2 separate regions of the Gossypium hirsutum genome follow, and region 2 is linked to region 1. Evidence: chromatin contacts called from public Hi-C data. All regions are on one chromosome and are shown on one strand. Each heading gives the region's core, a stretch centred on a gene start, on an enhancer-like site or on the middle of the called end of the contact. The rest is flanking DNA. Distances are from core to core; before and after follow the strand shown.

Region 1 (3,507 bases), core at 645-3,144:
ACCTAGAAGAGGCCGCCTAATTAAATCTAATGGGTTTGACGGAAAATGTTAGATTAAAAGCTAAAAAATGTGTAAATTTAAAAGTAGAGAAATAATTGAGTAAATAAAAATAGAGAATTAAATCCGCACAATTTAATAAGTAAATTAAGTATTCTCGTAATTTTACCTTTTTATGAAAAACTTTGGTGTTTTTTTTTTTTTTTACTTGAAACTTCTACAACTCCAAGCCATGTAGAAACCTAAAACAAACACTCCATGGTGTTCATCAGCTTCTTTGTCATTAAAGCACAAAAATAAACAAAGGGGAGAAGAAGAGAATTCGGGTAAGAACTTAATGACAAATTTGAAGTCCTGAAACTTCCGATTCAAGGAACTTAAATTTCTTTTCATTGTAAAGAAAAAGGGTTATTTCTTACACACACACCCCCTCAACAAAAAAGGGTCGATCGATCTAACACAAAATTCCAATGAAATCATGATAAATAATCCATATTCTCCTTTTTCTTTTTCTTCAATACCATATCTTGACTGACCCCTTTGGACTGTATGTTTTTTATGAAGTTGGATAAGTAGTTTTAACTAGGAAGATGAGGAAGCTTTTGTGGATGTAATATTATGATTAAAGTTGCGACAGTACTGAAAGCTGTTTTCCTCCATTCTTTCAACCACGAAATGTGCAAGCGTGTCATTGTATTCCACCAGGTTTTCCTTGCACAAAAACTCATCCCCAGACATCTTCTCCACATCTCTGTAATAATCATGAACGAATATGTGAGTCTTTGGATTGCCCCCTTTTTTGCTTCTCGCTAGCACCCCCGAAGTGAAGATGGGTTGCATTCTTCCAGGTCCGTCGGGTCCATCACCTCTTGGTCCATCAATCAATATTAAATCCCAATCCACTTCGTAAACATGGTTCGGCAAATCATTGATCCCAAGCTTGCACTCTGAGAACAACAGGTTTTGGACCGGCCTGCACTCGTTCCGAATCTGTTCTTTAGCCGATGTTATTAGCTCCCTGGTTTCACTAATCTTGGTCGTGTATTGTACATCGTAGGCATCGATTTCGGGATGTAACTCTTCGTAATAAGCGGCGTAATACCGGTTTTCGTCGATGAAAACTGTGCGTCCGTTGTGGTTCAAGGACTTCCAGAGAAGGGTTTCTTGTGTTAGACCGAAAACAAGGAAGTTGCAAGGGGAAGAACATTTCCTCAGCACATCGGAGATTGGCTTGAGCTCTGAGTATGTCATGTGGTAACTATCGTTGGATTTTGAAGAATAGTGGAGGAGGGTGTTGACCACGGTGGTTGGCAACGGCGGACCACCAATGGCGGAGCCTGCAGGGCCGGTGACAGTTGTGCTTGGGGCAGTAGTTATAGTAGAAATCGACTCTCTGGTGTATATAAGAGTTAGAAGGAAAGCTATGGTGAAGAAGGAGACAAAAGCAAGAAGCCATAATCTGTTTGAGCTTCCTTGTTTTTGGATATAAGGATGGAGGAGAATTAGCTTAGTATTGGTGTTACTGGTCTTCATTTTATTCTGGATTCTCTGTCAAAAACAAAAAAGGAACAAGTGCTCTACTTCTTAACACTTTTTCCCCCTCTTCTATTGAAATGAATCAGAAGATTTTGGTCTTCTGATGAGAAGATTGAGAGAAAAATGGGGTTTGATTTAAGGATGGATATACATAAGGTTGAAGCAATGTAAGAGATTAGCCAACATGAACTGATATTACACACAACCTAATAATGTTCTAGAATCCAAATTAAACCACATGGAAAACAAATTAAGTATTTTCTTTCTCATTTTTTAAAAAGTTGGTTGGTTTTCTTTCTATGCAAACATTGTGCGGTTGTTGAAACTTAATAATAATAATAATACATTCAACAAGTGTCTGTTATTATAACTTTTCTTGGGCTTGCATGTTTTTATATTGCCATCAGTTGATTCCTGATTACTGAAATTGAAAATCCAATATTTTATCAATAAATCACATTATCATTAACCTCGGATATATATATATAAAAGTTCATTAATTATTTAGTCGAGTTTTATATAAAAATATATTGTAACATAAATGTTAAAATTGTTAGTTGACGTGAGTGATGATTATGGTGAAAAGGGGGTGATCCAAGACATGATGTGGCATGAAAAGCAGGGGAAAAACAGGGTGGCTGGAGGCAAGGGAGTTGGTGGATTGGGGAACTATTATTGTGAGTGACCCCATAACTAATTACAATCCAAAAGTCGTTTTGCCTTTGATCAATTTCAGGTTTAGTTCTCACGTAACCTTTTTAAATATAATGCCATTTCTTAATTAATTAGTTACCACTGAAGCTGACAATTCACCTACTCAAAAATTCCCATTTACAGTGCATCCGGATTATTTCATATTTGCATAATAACTGTAAAAAATATTATGTGGGTTTTTTTGGATTGGTTCCGCCGTTAACAAACAAATCATGCTGCATTTTCTTTATTCCTTGCTCTATAATTTTAATTTTTTTTTATTTTTTTTAGTATTTTTCATATTAGTTTTATGATTTATATTCAAGATTCCTAACTATCTTTTCAATAATATTATTTTAAGGTTTAAACTTCATTTTCTCTTATAATCTGTCTTACCACTGCATCTAATATTTTTTATTATTTTAATTTTTGACTAGATGAAAAGTTTATAATATAATAATGTTAATTATTTTTTAAAATCATAAAAAGATATCTAATTAATCTAAACAATTAATTTTGAACTAAAAAACATAAAACTCTCATCATACTTAAAATACTTAAAAAATATCTTCAAAATTCGGAATAAATAAATAATAAAATAATAATACCTAATAAATACAATACTGCACTCATATCAAATAAAAACATAAGCCTAAAAATCGAACCTAATAAGATTTAAACTCGAATTAAAATCCCGAAACTCATAATTTCCGTAATAACCTCGTCTAGAGATTCTACTTGCGCAGTCTTCACTAAAACGGTCATAACTTGAGCTCCTAAACTTGAAATCAAGTGATTGAAAGTGTATTTCAAAACTAAGAAATAGATCTTTGAACCCTATAAGACATCTCAACCCAAATATATCTGGATCCTACCCAAAAAGTCATCGCAAGTTGATTGATTTTCCAAACTTGAAAATTCACACCTTCGATGAATGGAATTTAATAAATTTCATCCCATCCATACATGTTTTCAAATCAGTTTGGGCTTGAAAAAAATAAGCCTATTTTTTAGGCCAAGTTGGACCCGAACTTAAAAAATTGATTTATATACCTTATATGAGTCTGACTCAAACCTGACTGAGCCCAGAGCACCTCTAAGCTATTATTCATTATTATAAAAAATTAATTATTGAAGAAAGAAAATGAGGGAGGGAGTAGAGGTGAACATGGGTCGGGTTGGGCTGTAACAAAATTTTAGCCTTGTTTGATAAGCCCAGCCCAAATAAAAAAGATAAAACCCGAGCTCAACCAGGCCTGCCCGTATTAATTATTTTATATT
Region 2 (3,507 bases), core at 674-3,173, 360 kb after region 1:
ACAGAGATCAAGTTAGGTATTTGGCGGCGCTTGGCAAAGAAGGCGTTTTGAAAATACGAGTCAAGGTGGGCATTTGTAAGTGTGCCTTGCATTTTAGATGAAACATAGTTGACATCGTGAAGAGAAAGAGTCGTCATCTCGACGATGTGATTATGACGTCCTGATGAGAAGTAACACCATGTCTTGATGACGCAAATATGGATGTCCCGATGAGCTGATAGTGACATCACGATGTGGCAATGTGTTCCCTACTCAACCAGGTTTCTTCTTCTGGTTAAACTCTGCTATATTTTTCCAGTCTAACTCTGATTATTCAATAGATGTTTTAGTAATATTTGTACACGAAATTCAAACTATAAATAGGTCTCTTAGTAACTCCAGATAGTTTAGAATAACAACAACAAAATTAAGAGAGAGTTTGTGTGAATTTTGGGGAATCTTTGTATTCGGGTTCAAGCTTTATTTGTTTCTCCATCTTATACTCCCCTTTTCGGTTTTTTCCATTTTAGTGAAGTTTTATTTGCTCGTGGTTTTTTATCCTCTTCGGAAGGATTTTTCCATGTAAATATTTGTACATGTCCAATTTCCTCGATTTTCATTCGTGTTCGTTGCATAGTTCGGGTTTGACTCAACATAAAATTAAAAAATAATTTATCAATAAAAAGGAGAAGGTCTCACAATTATCGTTTTATTTGTGGAAGATCGAGAACATTTTATTCAACATGAAAATGACCCTAACAATCTGATAACTATTCCCATTATTCAACAATTGGTTTGATGTTATGTGGTCATTGTGATTTTAGGGGTTTAAACGATTTCTTTTATAATTTCTAATTTTTTATAAATTTTAAATATATTTTATAAATTAATAGAACTTATTATAAAATTTTATAAAATTTATAAATTTTTTATGATTTTTTATTTTTTATAAGTTTATATAATTTTTAATATTTTTATAAATTTTATAAGAAAATATAAGAGTAAATCAATTGATTTTAATGGTGAATGTGGTGAAAGATAAAAATGGTTAATAGGAGACTTAATTGAATTTAATTGAATGGAATAAGTGAATGACCTATAAAACTTTATTTTATCCTTTCATATTTCAAAATTTAAACTTATAATTATTTAATTTCGTTTTTATGAGGCAAAGAACTTGGTAAGGAAAGTCAAAAAGGGAATATGGACGTTTAATATTTTCTTTAATTCTCCAATCTTGGAAATTCCAAAATGTGTTCAAATTTCTAAATCTGTGTTTTCTTGGAAATTCTTCCATAATCACATATTGGTGCAACCGTACATCAAAGTCATATAAAATTTTAATTTTGATAATTGTGCTAATGGTATGCTGAATTAAATAAAAAATTCATGTATAAAATCAATATTTATCCATTTCTATTTTTATCTAATAGAAACATTGAAATAAAATAAAAAATTTCTTACATTTATATGATTCAAAATAGAGTTATACTTTTATAACGATTTGAACCAAAGTCTTTAAAGTTAAAAAGAAATTGTAATTAAATTCATAAATTGAAACTATAAAAAGAAAAAGCGAAAACATCATGTAAATAAATAAAAAGAAAACAATAAAAAACCTTTTTTAAAGAAAATCTAGAATTCCAATCATATGTTAAAATATCAATTGATAAAATAAATTTTTAACAATGACATTTAAGTTCACTTATTTCGAAGTTAATAAAAGTTTTTTTTTTTTTTTTTTTTAAAAAGACAAATCATCCAAGCTCCAATAAAATGGAGAAGATTTGTAAGGTCCACAAAGAAAAGGCAATCTGTACACGTCACGCTCTTAAAGGCTGACTAAGCAGCTATACTTTTCGCTATTTTTGAATTCCTTGTAATCATTTTATTATTATTGATTATTTATTTTAAGATAATTAAAATATTAAACCTTTTCAATTTAGCTGGAATCTAATTCAATTCCAAAGTTTTTTTTATTAATTTTTATTTTCCTCAATTTTCTCACAGAAAAAGAAAAACCAAAATACGATTTCCATCTCATCAACTTTCGTACTTCTTTCTTCTTATGCTCTCGTGAGCCACACGCTTGCTCTCCTCCTCTACCACTATAAAATGCAGGCGGGCGGAAGGATTTTATTTATTACAATGGAGGCCAGAGCGAGTCAAAATGCGGGTCGGGTCATGGACGGCCCAACCAATCCCATGGTCACCCCTCTTCTTACCGATCTTTATCAGTTCACCATGGCTTACGCTTATTGGAAAGCCGGCAAACACAATGAACGAGCCGTGTAACTTTCCAACTCTTCCAATTTCTTTTCATTTTGAATAAAATCTCTTTTTTTTCTCGCTTTCTTATCTATGCTTTGTTTGGCTACTATGAAAAATCGGCTTGGATGTAGATTATGGTTGCTATGTTGTTATTAGTTAGGTAGTTAGTTATAGTTTCTTGTTTCCGCTAGATTTCCTTTTCTTTCTTATTTTCCTTTTGACTTTATCATTCGATGATGTTCAAGTTGGTATTTAGTTCATTTAGCATTAAATAATAGAAAACAAAATTTTAAACTATTGGTATTTTAATTATTCCATGTTAGTTTCGGAAATGAAAAATTCAAAGTATTTCCATTTGGAAAGATCGAATGTTTGAGCTTTTGATTTAAAATTTAAAACGTGCATTCAGGTTCGATCTATATTTCCGAAAGAACCCGTTTGGTGGTGAATTTACAGTGTTTGCTGGTTTGGAAGAATGCATAAAGCTCATTGCTAATTTCAAGTTAACTGAGGAAGAGGTCTCCTTTATCCATAAAAGCTTGCCTGGTTCATGTGAGGTAAACCAAACTAAGTTATAGAGGATTCAAGTAATGAGATTCTGGTTGTAGATCATTTCTTTTCCGACCTTTTCTTGTATATTTAGTGGTTAGCTCATTCATTGTCTTTGCAAATGGCAGGAAGGCTTTTTGAATTATTTAAGAGAAATAGACTGCTCTGATGTTGAAGTGTATGCTATTTCAGAGGGAACAGTTGTTTTCCCAAAGGTTCCCCTACTTAGACTTGAAGGGCCAGTCGCTGTGAGTACGCTTTAACTAAATATTTTGGTCCCATCAGTTTGTCTTGAATTTGGTATTTGTTTTAGGCTCCTTCGTTTTACATCTTGCCTTTTCTCTGTATTTGAATTTGTTGTTTTTAGGTGGTTCAATTGCTGGAGACTCCAGTTCTGAACCTTGTGAATTTTGCATCCTTAGTGACTACAAATGCGGCTAGACATAGACTTGTTGCTGGACAATCTAAAATGTTGTTTGAGTTTGGGCTTCGAAGGGCTCAGGTTAATGAATTTTCCCCCTTGTTTGAAGTGTCAATATCTGGGTTTCTCTTTGTGAAATATTTCCACTCATGTTAAACACAGGGACCTGATGGAGCTATAGGGGCATCAAAGTATTGCTATATTGGAGGTTTTGATGCAACAAGGTGGTTTGCTGAGTATTTGTATCCTGTTTTGCACTGCTTTCATGTTTTCCTTTAGTAAAATTA

What was found. A called contact is a pair of places that touch in the nucleus more often than the background predicts.
Region 2: a contact with region 1 is called in a Hi-C map of leaf, with 1.9 times the contacts expected there. The contact joins the promoter of LOC107945714 here to the promoter of LOC107945484 in region 1. A contact is called at or near these places in 6 of 34 Hi-C or Micro-C datasets (all in leaf).

Annotation. Positions count from the first base shown.
Region 1 is chrD12:30,403,450-30,406,956 of Gossypium_hirsutum_v2.1, forward strand. LOC107945484 (protein IRX15-LIKE) reads right to left here and starts at 1,895. Exons shown (of 1, transcript XM_016879507.2): 1 at 365-1,895. The coding sequence starts at 1,530. The coding sequence ends at 580.
Region 2 is chrD12:30,762,021-30,765,527 of Gossypium_hirsutum_v2.1, forward strand. LOC107945714 (nicotinate phosphoribosyltransferase 2) reads left to right here and starts at 1,924. Exons shown (of 15, transcript XM_016879810.2): 1 at 1,924-2,270; 2 at 2,660-2,807; 3 at 2,928-3,047; 4 at 3,167-3,301; 5 at 3,383-3,444. The coding sequence starts at 2,095.